2 separate regions of the Mus musculus genome follow, and region 1 is linked to region 2. Evidence: chromatin contacts called from public Hi-C data. All regions are on one chromosome and are shown on one strand. Each heading gives the region's core, a stretch centred on a gene start, on an enhancer-like site or on the middle of the called end of the contact. The rest is flanking DNA. Distances are from core to core; before and after follow the strand shown. Region 1 overlaps Arnt (aryl hydrocarbon receptor nuclear translocator). Region 2 overlaps Rprd2 (regulation of nuclear pre-mRNA domain containing 2).

Region 1 (6,012 bases), core at 1,926-4,425, 320 kb before region 2:
TGCCCTCTTCTGGCTTCCACAGTCTCCCAAACACATGGCAAAGCACACACTCACAAATAGAAATAGAAATAAATGTTTATTTATTTTAAGTAGAATTTGGTACAACTTAATTCAGTGCTTGTCTAGAGTGCATGAAGCTCTGGGTTCCCTTCCCAGCACTGCATAAGCCAGGCATGGTGGGATACACAGCCTTGGGGAGACTTAATCAGGACGATTATAGGTTCAAGTTTGAGGTCACCCTGCACTGTATAGCCAGACCTTATCTATACAAGATTAAAAAAACCAAACAAAACAATAATACCCCCAGCCAAGTATGGTACCTGTAATTCCAGCACTGGGGTAATGGCAGCAGCTTAGTGAGTTCTACCTTAATCAAGTTACATAGGAAACAGTTTCAAAAAGATAAGACAGAAATGACAGCAGCTGTGCTCTTGATGCTGCACAGTGGTTAAAATAGGGCTACAGTGTAGCTCAGTGGTGAAGCGTGTGCTTAGCGTGTGCACGGCCTGGGCTTCATTCCCAGCACTACTCTGCGTGTGTGTACTAAGAAGGAAATTCTGAATTTTATTCATCCAGTTCAGTTAGTGTCCATGGATAGACAGCGATAGTAACTGTATAGGCATGCCTTTGTTGCTAGTGTAGGGGAAGAAAGACCTTCCTTTTCTTCTAAGCATTTTGATGACCAAGTTGATAAGACAAACTGACTGGAGGCAGGTAAACAGAAGAGGTAGATAGACTAATATGTGGTCTAAGAGTAGCCTAGCTGCCCAAAGGGAAAACAGTAAGTGTGCAGTCAGTGAAATTGGAGAATTTATATGGTCTCATAGGAATGGCAACATAGGCAACTCAGTAGAAGATTCACAGATACGATGAATGGGCATTTGAGTAATGGGTGATAGTTGTGGCACAGTTTGCCTTGATCTATAGTTGTCTCTTGACCTCCTGTCCTTTGGTTGAGTACTCTTTCCAGGTTGATAAATCTTCCTAGAGGGTATTTGTGGCTATAAGAGAACTTAATGAATGTGTGTGTGTGTCATTGTGTGTTTTAAACATTTTGCGTGTGTGTGTGTGTGTATCTTGACACATGTGCTACACATGTATGAAGGTCAGAGAAAACTTGGAGGAATAGGTATCCGCGCCCTCCCCCTTCACCGCCCCCCCCCCCTCCCATGTAGGTTCTGGGAACTCAGATCAGCAGGCTTGGCAGCAAATGTTTTATCTATTGAAACATCTCACCACTTACCTCCATTTTGTTTGACAGAATCCCACTTGGTAATCCAATCAAGCCTTGTATAGCCCAGGCTTTACACAAATGTACGGAGAGCCTCTTTTCTCAGAGGCTACTGTAGGCTCAAGCCACTACACCCTGCTTAGCACTTGTTTTTGTTTTGTTGTAAATAGGTCTGACTCTGTAGCTTTGGCTGGCCTGAAACTTCCAGAGGTCTGCCTGTCTCTGCCTTCTAATTCTGGGAATAAAGTTGTGACCCCTAACACAGTATTGTTTTTTCACATTCTTTCTAATCTGAATAATCAGTAGACTAGAGCATTGAGGTATTTTCTGACTCCTTTGAGTTAAAGTCTATCTCTTCATGTGCTGCGCCTCTTGTGGGGAGGACAGTAATCAGCTAGACAGATGAGAGCACTTCAATAGGACAGGGGTATTCACACTACTGCTGTGTAACTGAGGCCCATATTAGACTGAAGACCTCAAGACTTTGGGGGAGGACACATTTCATCTTTAGGCTGACGTGGTGAAAAGGAAGTGAAATGGGATGTTAGCTAGAGAGGCTTCCTAGAAAAGGAAAGGGAAGTACAAAGACCGGAAGCAAGACGGGAAGAATGTAGCTGCTGTTGGGAACACAGAGTCCTTGCTTGTAGGCCACAGTTAGGAGGGAAGTAGGAATCCCCAGAAGGCAGTAGCCAGGAGCTTTACCATCTTGGAGAACCTTTCTCAGAGGAAGAGTTAGGGAGTAGTCTTGTTTCAATTTAATGCTTTTGTTTGTTTGTTTTACACCAAACATAGATTACTTTCAAAGTTGGTAAAAGCAAATTTAAAAATGAAAGGGGGAAAAATGCCAAAAGACATGGAGAGGCATTTCTCCAAAGAAAAGATACAAATGGCCAAGAAGCATGTGAAAGGTTGACATTAGTAATCATTCAGAGATATTTAGGAGGTATACAAGTCAAAGATAACATTTATATCCAATCCAGAGACCACTATCAAAACCAAAACAAAATCGGAGCTAAGTCTGGAGACTGATACCCACCAGCCTCCCATGGGTAGAGGGAACCCAGGGCTGCACAGGGAGCTCCTGTCTCAAAAAGACACAAGTAACCCCCCAGAAAATAACAAAATTGCTAGAGAAGTGGAGGAATCGGAACAGTTATACACTGTGATATTGTAAAATGGTACAGTCACAATGGAAGAGAATATGGTGCCACTTTACAAGTTACAGCTCAGGGTCACTTGCCTCACAAGCTTAAAAGATTCGATTGCTCATACTAAAACTTTGTATATTAGCTTTTTTCTGAAGACTTTAGAAATTTTTATTTTTATATGTGTGTTTTGCCTACATATGTATCTTGCACAGTATGTGTGCCTGGTTCCTAGACCTGGAGTTACAGACAATTGTAAGCTGCCAGGTGGGTTCTGAGAACTGAACATGGGCTCTCTGCATGAACAACAAGTGCTTGTAATCATTGAGCTCTCTCTCTAGCCCCTAAATGAATTAGTTTTGAGCTAGGTATGATGGCACATACATATAATCCCAACACTTGAGGCTTATGTAAAAGGATCGCTGTGAATTCAAGTCTGAGCTGCTCTCAATAATTACACACAGAGACCTAACGCATAGAGTGCTTTTGAGGTGACTGATCTCGGAACCCACACTGTGAAAGGATAGAGTTGTTCTTGAAAGTTGTTCTCCACCTCCATATCTGCCCTGTGGCTGCAAACACAAGTTTGGTTTTGATGGCCTGAAACTTGCTGTCTAGACCATGCCGACCTCCAACTTGAACTGATCCTCTTTGAACTTGCATTCTGCATGCAGGGGTTCAGTTGTGCACAATTTATATTTTCATACATATATATAAGGCATTGTATACCCCACCCCTCACCCTGGGACATCCTCTTCTCGATAGTCCCCTTCCTTTTCCCAACTAGTTCCTCTTCTACTTTCGTGACCTTTTTTTTTTTTTCTTTTTCTTTTGGAGTGGGATGTTTCATTAGGGTTGCTTACCAGTAGTATGTGTGAGTGATTACACTTTCCTCGGGGCTACAACAATGAAGAAAAGCTCTCCCAGCAACTAACTGCTTATAGATCCTCAAGGGGGTTTGTGGCTTTGTGAACTCCTCCCCCCTTCTATGCTAGGATGTTGTGTAGTTTTTGTAGTCACAGCTGTTGTGAATTCAAGTATGCATTGCTCATGTCATTTCAGAAGGCAGTGTTCCACAACAGTCTGCCCTTTCTCTTAACTCAGAGTGTTAACTCTTATGCAATGGTCCCTGACCCTTGGAGGCTTTGGCTATCTCTTTCCCATCCCCCATTCCTTGTGGAGTGTTGCTGTGTTGCTCAGACCAGCCTCCTACACCTGGCTCAAATGTTCTTTTCTCTCAGCTGCCTAAGTAGGCCTAAAGAACTGCAGGCACATGCTACCACACCCAGCTTAAAGCAGGGTCAAAATATGGGTATTAGATGAATACCCATATTTATGATCCTGTTTTTCACAGAAGAATGAAAACATGAAAAATATACCCACACGCTGTTCTATTGGTTTTTTGATTTTTGTTTTTGTTTTTGTTTTTTTAAAGCTACAATTAAAAAACAAACAAACTGAGTCAGGCTTAGTGATTGACACCTGTAATAAGCAATTGGGAGGCAGAGGCAAAGGGTCTGTAAGTTGAGAGTGAATGCCAGACTAGCCAGTGCTACATAGCTGTCCCCATCTCAAAAAAACACCCCCCCCCCGGAAAAAAACCAAACAAAAACCCCAAATATATTCCCAACTTTAGAGAAATCACAAGACATTTCATGTTTTCATCATACCATCTTTCTGTGTGTGGTCACTGAGACATGATAGTCATCGGCTCTCAGTGTTCTCTCAGATGCTATTAGTGTCTGCTGCTTTGTGGTGCTGGTCCATTATCTTTCCCTGTTGAGTAGTTTTATTTATTTCTAGTTTTTATTTCAGAGCGGAGTAGATATAAGTACAAGGGTTTGAATTAATCCCTGCCCTTTCTTTTCAGATGCGATGATGACCAGATGTGTAATGACAAAGAGCGGTTTGCCAGGTAATGTACTAGAATTCTTGTCCTGGTTATGGGATCAAGCAGTCTAAATGTTGGATTTAAATTTTATCTAGGTGAGAGTGAATTTCTCTGGTTAGTCTCCTCCTCTTCTGAAGTTTGAAACAGCCTGGAATTTATGCATGCTCATTGACTTGAAGCTAGGTATATTTAACATAATGTTTCTCTCATGCATGCAAGTTTTAGTAATGTGTATATTGCATCTACAGGATCACAAACTGTAGACTTCTTGGGCATATTATATTTGTACAAATACAGAAGAATCTTTTATAGAAAATGGTTTATTCATTTAAATGAGTTTTTATTCTGGATACCAAACTTAAATTTGTTTAAGTAACTGTCAGAAGATTATGAAATATACTGATTTTACTTTTTTTTTCTCCTCCCACCCCTGATTTTACTTTTTATTAAAGAGTAATCATTCTCAACTCATATACTGGTTTTACTTTTAGAAAATTCTTGCTGTAAGTTACTCTTTTAAAAAGAGGGGAGGGTGTCATGGGGCTGGAGAGATGGCTCTATGGGTAAAAGTGCTTGTTGCTCTGACAGAGGACCTGAATTTGGTTTCTAGCATGCACAACCAGGGAGTCTGACATCCTCTTTTGGCTTCTGTTGACGTCTACATGTACATGATCATACATATATATAGATGTACACGTATACACATACATACATGCATGCATACATACATACATACATACATACATGCTTTATTTATTATCATTAAGTGTTCATGCTTACTTGGGGAGCCAAGATGTTGGGTTCCAAGTATAAGCCTGTGTCCCTGACCACTCTCCCCAGTATCTTCACCCCAGCTGAGTATCTCTGGAGAGAGACCCAGAAGGCACAAGTAGAAGGTTTGGGCATAAGGGTGAAGCTCAGCGGGAGTACTTGCTTCAGTACAGTGGCCCCAAACACCAAATGCACAATAAAGACCCTGCCTTGATTCATTGAACTTATTCAGGATCAACAAATGTTTAATCTAATTTCAGAACCACTCCCAAGAATTTACTCATTTTTTAGGAGCTCTGCTGGTATTTGGGCCCCTCATCTTCTGGTATTATGTTTTCAAAACAGATAGGGACAGAAAATATAGGAAAATTGAACTGAACATTTAACCTCTCATTTAATTTGGCAAGGGACTTTTATTGCTATATAAATAGATCTACTAATTTAAACACTGGAAATAAATAAGTAAATAAATCAATACTTTAAGCTCAAATCCTGAAAGTTTTTCCCTTACACACACACACACACACACACACACACACACACACACACACACACACATATACACAGTGGTACTCATGTGCCTGTACTTATATATATACATTGTATAGACACACTTAATGATAATAAATAATTAAAAATTTAGAAGATACTGAATTTTTGGCTGGGGAGATGACTCAGGATTTAAAGTGCTTAACCCCAGAACCCACATAAAATCTTGATACAGAGTATCCCAAGTCTATGATCCTAGTGAGTCTTTATTGGGCGATAGAAGACAGAGATGGGAATAGCCACAAACTCATGGCTCAGCTAACTTGGTGTGTGCAGCAGTGAACAATAAGAGTGACTCTGGGCTGGAGAGATGGCGCAGTGGTGAAGACTGCTCTTCTAGAGGTCCTGAGTTCAATTACCAGCGACCACATGGTGGCTCACAACCATCTGAAATGGGATCTGATGCCCTCTTCTGGTGTGTCTGA
Region 2 (5,716 bases), core at 2,055-4,554:
GGATCAAACTCAAGTCTCAACAGGCTTGTATGCTTTGTATGTGCTGAGACTTCGCTTAATTTGATAGAAATGCTCTATCAGTCACAGTTAATTATTCACTAAAGCTTTTTACTTTGTCCAGATTTCCTCTTTTTTACCGATTATTTCTTTTTCTAAGTCATGTTTCCCCGGGTCCCTCTTGTGTGTGACATTCTTGAAATTTCTTTGTTTCTGATGACCTTAACAACTGTACATATTTACCTCAAGAATTCTGAGGAATACTGGAAAGGTCAATTGATGTTTGTCTAGTGATTTCTGTTATGATTAGACAGAGGTCACAAGTATTTTGGGGGAAGAGCACAGAGCTGCCGTTCTAACTCATTCACCAACTCCTCATGGCTGATGCAATACTTGCTCTAAGTCCAGAACCTGGCTCCTTTTCTTACTACTTTATTGTATATGTACGTGTGTGAATATGCACCATGACATGCAACTCCTAAGACAGGACAACTGTTGGGAGGTGGTTCTTTCTCACCCACCCTGTGGGTCCTGGGGATCAAAGCCAGGCAATCAGGTTGGCAGGAGTCTGCCTTTACCTGCAGAGCCATCTCAGTGGTCTGCTGTCGTCTCTTCATCTCTTGATTATCTTAAAGCTAGATGCTTTGTAAAACACTGAATGTGCAGAGGTCAGAGAACAAACTGTCAAAGTTGGTTCTTCCCCTCCATTGCTAAGGTCCGAGAGATCAAATCCAGGTCTTTAGGTTTGGTGGCAGGTGCTTACAGAGTAAGCCATCTTACCCCTCCCCTTCCTTTTGTTTTGAGAGTCTTGAACACATTGTAGGTAGTACTTTATTTAAAAGACACTAAGTAAAATACTGGGCACAGTGGCACATGTCTGTAATCCTAGCACTTAGGAGATAAGAACATTGGCTGCTCTTACAGAGAACTTGCATTCAGTTTCCCAGACCCCACATGGTAAGTCACAACTGCTTGTAACTCCAGCTCCAGGAGATCTAACTCTGTCTCTGAGGGCACAAGGCACACATGTTATGATCATGTACATATACATACATGTAGACAACATTCGCATACAAAGGCATGTGACTAGAGACATGACCCAGCGGTTAAAGAGCAGATTGCTCTTCCAGAGGACACAGGTTCAATTCTTAGCACCCACATGGGTGGCTTTTACCCATCTACAGATTCCAGTAGACCTGACACAATCTTCTAGACTCCAAGGACACTAAATATGGTGCATAGATGTGCACACAGAGGCACAAAGTAAATTTTAAAAAGTAAAAATAAATAAAATCTCAAAAAATTCTTACAAAAGGGACAGGAGGTAGGACAGGTGGGCATGGGGCTACATGCACTAGAGATATGGCTCAGTGTAAGAGGACTGGCTGGTCTTCCAGAAGTTCTGAGTTCAATTCCCAGCACCCACATGGCCGCTCACAAATGTCTATAACTGTAGTCCCATCGGATCCAATGTCCTTCCTTCTCTGGTGTTCAGAAGGACACGAAGACAAACACCCACATACATAAATAAATCTTAAGAGAGGAGGTGGGGTGGGGAGAACACTAGCTTGGCATGGTGGCATGCACATTTAACCCTAGTACCCAGGAGGCAGAGGCAGGCCTCCAAATTCAAGGTCAGTTTGAGGGTGAAATCTAAAACAGCTATGGCTACACAGAGAAACCCTCACCCTTATCTCCCCCACCTTTCTCTCGTTTGTGCACGCACGCACGTATACACACATACACACACACACACACACACACACACACACACACACACACACACACACAAAACACCAAAAGAACCTAGACAGATGGAACTCAGAAGTAGGGGAGATGTCTCACTGGGCTCAATGTTTGCATTTAAGCCTCAGGACCTGGGTTCAGACACTTAATACCCATTTAGAGATTTGTGTGGTGGCACTGACACAGCGTCGTGGATGGAAGGATCAGGACAGGACAGGAAGACCCCCCCAAGGACTTGCTGGTGAGCAAGTCTAGCTGAAACAGTCATATCCATGTGCAGTGAAAGATCGAACCTGTTTCAAATAAAGAGGCCCGAGAGGACCCAGGTTCACTCAGAACCCACAGTATGCACGTGGTGCAGACATGCATGTAGACAAAACACCCATACACATAAAATTAAAATAAATAAATCTTTGGGGGGAAAAAAGAGAAGACACCTGAAGTCAACAATCTCCGGCGTCCCCTGTGCACACCCAGGCACTGCACATGCACACGCCTTCTTATATAACACACGCAACGACCACTATCAACATCTATCTGGATGTACTAGAAACTGCCGGCACCAGCAGAAAGACCATGAGGAAAGCTGGTTGATGTCAGTAGTGTTCTTTTCTCTGAGGTTTGGCTTTTGGGGAGCAGTGTAAAAACTTGAGTATCCAAAACAGAAGACAGAAAATGTAAAGTACACTAATGAGCAGGGCTTTTAGCAGTCTTTTTAGTATAAGGAGTCAAAGTTAGAAACTCAAATGGCTGAGATTTTGACAAGAGGAAGGCAGAACTGACTTAGCCACTTTTTGTTTGTTGTTACAGTTTTCTCCTTCATGATATTTTCTGAGAGTCCAGGAAGCGCAGCAGATAAAGGTACTTGTTGCCAACTGCTTCTTGAAATCCAAGGGTACAAGAGAACTGACTCCCAAAGGTCATGCTCTGATGTACACATGTGCCATAGGATATGTTCCTACCCACTCTCTCTCATACATGCCATCCAATAAGAATAAAATTTAAAAGTGTGTCTTAATCAGGGTTTCTATTCCTGCACAAACATCATGACCAAGAAGCAGTTGGGAAGGAAAGGGTTTATTTGGCTTACACTTCCACACTGCTGTTCATCACTGAAGGATGTCAGGACTGGAACTCAAGCAGGTCAGGAAGCAGGAGCTGATGCAGAGGCCATGGAGGGATGCTCTTTACTGGCTTGCTTCCCCTGGCTTGCTCAGCCTGCTCTCTTATAGAACCCAAGACTAACAGCCCAGAGATGGTCCCACCCACAAGGGGCCTTTCCCCCTTGATCACTGATTGAGAAAATGCCTTACAGCTGGATCTCATGGAGGCATCTCCCCAACTGAAGCTCCTTTCTCTGTGATAACTCCAGCCTGTGTCAAGTTGACACCCAAAACCAGCCAGTACAAAGTGTTGTGTGTGTGTGTGTGTTTATATATACACATATAAAAATATATATGTATGTGTAAGCAATGTAAGCATTAAAAATGAAACAGCCAGAATTACTTACGTTAGCGACCACTTTCACTTCCTTGTACTGTGCTTCATAGAAAATTCCAGCGTTCTCTAATGCTTCTGTTAGTGAGGGCCCATTTTTCACCTGTTTATCTAATCCATTCACAAACTCCTCTAGCTTGGAACTTGCTTCTTCAAATTCTTTGGAGAACTTCTTTCCACCTGTTTTATCTGAAATAATGAAGAAAGTATTTATATCATGATTAGAAGGAAGGGGCTGGAGGCATCATGTCAGGCCAGGAAGGTGGCAAAAAGAAGCCCTTGAAATTATTCTAATAATGTGCAATTAGTTTTGGTTTAAGCCCAAGAACAGGCCAAGGAGATGGACGAGGAAGATAAGGCTTTCAGGCAGAAACAAAAGGAGGAGCAGAAGAAACTAGAGCAGCTAAAAGCCAAGGCCGCAGGGAAGGGCCCCCTGGCCACAGGTGGAATTAAGAAATGTGGCAAAAAGTAAGCTATTCCTCACATCTGGGGTGATGGTGACCCTCCTCTTCCATTCCTATTTAAACATCTGGATTCCCTGCCATAACATCTTTGCCACTAATAGCTAGAATGGAGTGTTATCTTGGAGCCTGTTGTACATTGTAATAAATTTTTGTTAAAAAAAAATGAATAAAGTGACTAACGCAATGGCTCATTGTCTCCAGTATTCAGCAAGTCCTACCTCAGCTGTGAATTTAAAGTGAACCCAGTCTGGAATCCCACTGGAGCCTACTGTTCCATCTTCATTGTACTCTGAATTCTGTACCACTTTGAATTAAACCAACTCACTTAAAAGCCAAAACAAAACAAAACAAAAACCTTTGAGTGAAATTTCTTTCCATGCCACAGTTCTTACTATTCTGTGACACTTTTCTTATTGCCTTGGTGTGCAATTATTTTTGTTTTAAGAGAGTGACCATGTAGAGCAACCATGTCTTAAACTCATATGTATGAGGCCCATGATGGCCTCAAATTCAAGATCCTCTGCCGCAGCTTCCCAAATGCCGAGAACACTAGCCTGTGCCAGCACATGTTTTCCAGCGTGTAATCTTTCTTGCCTAAACTTTTATTGAGATAGAGTTTCAAGAAGTTGCTCAGGTTGTCCTTTAACTCCTCCTGAGTGGTTAATATTATAGATTTGTGCCACCAGACTATAAACCAAATCTCCCCACCACAACCCCATCACACTCTGCACAGACCGACAGAAACAGTTCCACGTGAATTCGTGAGAGTGAATGAGGTGTCTGTAATTAAGACAAAGCTTAGCTGAACTTTTTTTTTTAACTTTTTATTTTATTTTATGTGTATGAGCACATGAGAAACTGGAATTACAGCCAGTTGTGGTGAGTCACGCAGCATGGGTGCTGGGAACTGAACCCAGGTCCTTTGGAAGGACAGCAAATATTCTTAAGCACTGGCCCTCTCTGTCCCACATCCTTCATTGTGCAAACATTCTCCATACCCTCCTCAGGAAGATCAGGACAAAGGCCCACCCTTCTCACTGCACTGCAGTGCAGAATAGTCTACAATATGTCTCTTCCATGGAAACCAAGCTTCAGAGAAGTTAAGTCAACTCTGGGGCATCAGACAAAAGTTCTTCACTCTTCTCTGCAAAGTGTCCTTAAAGTCCAGCACATGTTCCTTTCCTCGTGTGTGCTGACCTGCATGAGCCCTCGGCTCTCCCCTGGGATCACAGCTTTGTAGGATGCTTCTGCATAGTGATTAGGATTGGATTAGACACCTTACGTTCAATTTAGTGTGGAGCAGAGGACAGGGATAATGCTGAAGTCACTCAAGTGTATTATCACTTACTTCTGCTCTGCCAAGATATTTTGTTCACACTGAATCGACACACCCTTAGAAACATTACAAAATAAAGGCCCAGGCATCGTGATCTTTGGTGATTATGTGCATTAGCAGATCTACGTCCCTGTGGTAAAGCAGGAACAGAGCTAGAAGCATCGTTTGTGTCAATGTGAACTGTTTATAAATGGTGTGTGTATGTGTTGGCTGCCACACACACCTTCCCTTCCCTCATGAGCTGTTAAACACAGCTATCCAGTTTAGGATACAGTCTTAGCCAAGTCTAACTTCATATAGATACTGTAAATGTTGTCTGAAGCAAAATGAGAATATTAAACAAATACCACAACCCTCACTAACAGCATTATGACTTTGCTATAAAGTGTAGATTTTAATCTTTGGAAAAAAAGAGCTCATGACCATTTTGTATGGCTTATCTAGAAACGTCTATAAATCTCATGTTCTAGTAAAATATTCTGTAATTCTACAAATAACTAAGTAAAATTAAAGCATGGTACAGGAGTAAAACAGATACAAAAGTGAACAGCTAATCACCACTTACTCATTCTAAAGACCCACACCAAATACCCCTTGCACTTGCTCAAGCATTAGAGTAACAGATAATCTCTGACTGCAAGACTCTTAGATTCTAATAAATTACGAGTATAATTAT

Evidence for each region. A called contact is a pair of places that touch in the nucleus more often than the background predicts.
Region 1: a Hi-C map of bone marrow-derived macrophages shows a contact between it and region 2, with 26 read pairs. The contact joins two enhancer-like sites. A contact is called at or near these places in 1 of 15 datasets of contacts at CTCF or cohesin (the NIH/3T3 cell line), 6 of 484 Hi-C or Micro-C datasets (the Ba/F3 cell line, bone marrow-derived macrophages, cortical neurons and 2 more), 2 of 115 datasets of contacts at active chromatin or transcription factors (T-cell acute lymphoblastic leukemia and large pre-B cells) and 4 of 9 other capture datasets (adipose tissue, embryonic stem cells, liver and 1 more).

What each region holds. Positions count from the first base shown.
Region 1 is chr3:95,456,131-95,462,142 of GRCm38.p6, forward strand. Arnt (aryl hydrocarbon receptor nuclear translocator) reads left to right here. Exons shown (of 22, transcript NM_001037737.2): 4 at 4,247-4,291. Among named protein-coding and RNA genes, the nearest start is that of Arnt, 25 kb to the left of the region's middle. Within about 2 kb of position 3,176, at least 24 of the 459 cell types and tissues checked have an H3K27ac peak or open chromatin away from gene starts, as enhancers often do. A contact at or near this core is called in bone marrow-derived macrophages, where this site is marked.
Region 2 is chr3:95,777,162-95,782,877 of GRCm38.p6, forward strand. It overlaps Rprd2 (regulation of nuclear pre-mRNA domain containing 2), which reads right to left. Exons shown (of 11, transcript NM_001368178.1): 7 at 3,254-3,429. Among named protein-coding and RNA genes, the nearest start is that of Gm26361, 17 kb to the right of the region's middle. Within about 2 kb of position 3,305, at least 4 of the 459 cell types and tissues checked have an H3K27ac peak or open chromatin away from gene starts, as enhancers often do. A contact at or near this core is called in bone marrow-derived macrophages, where this site is marked.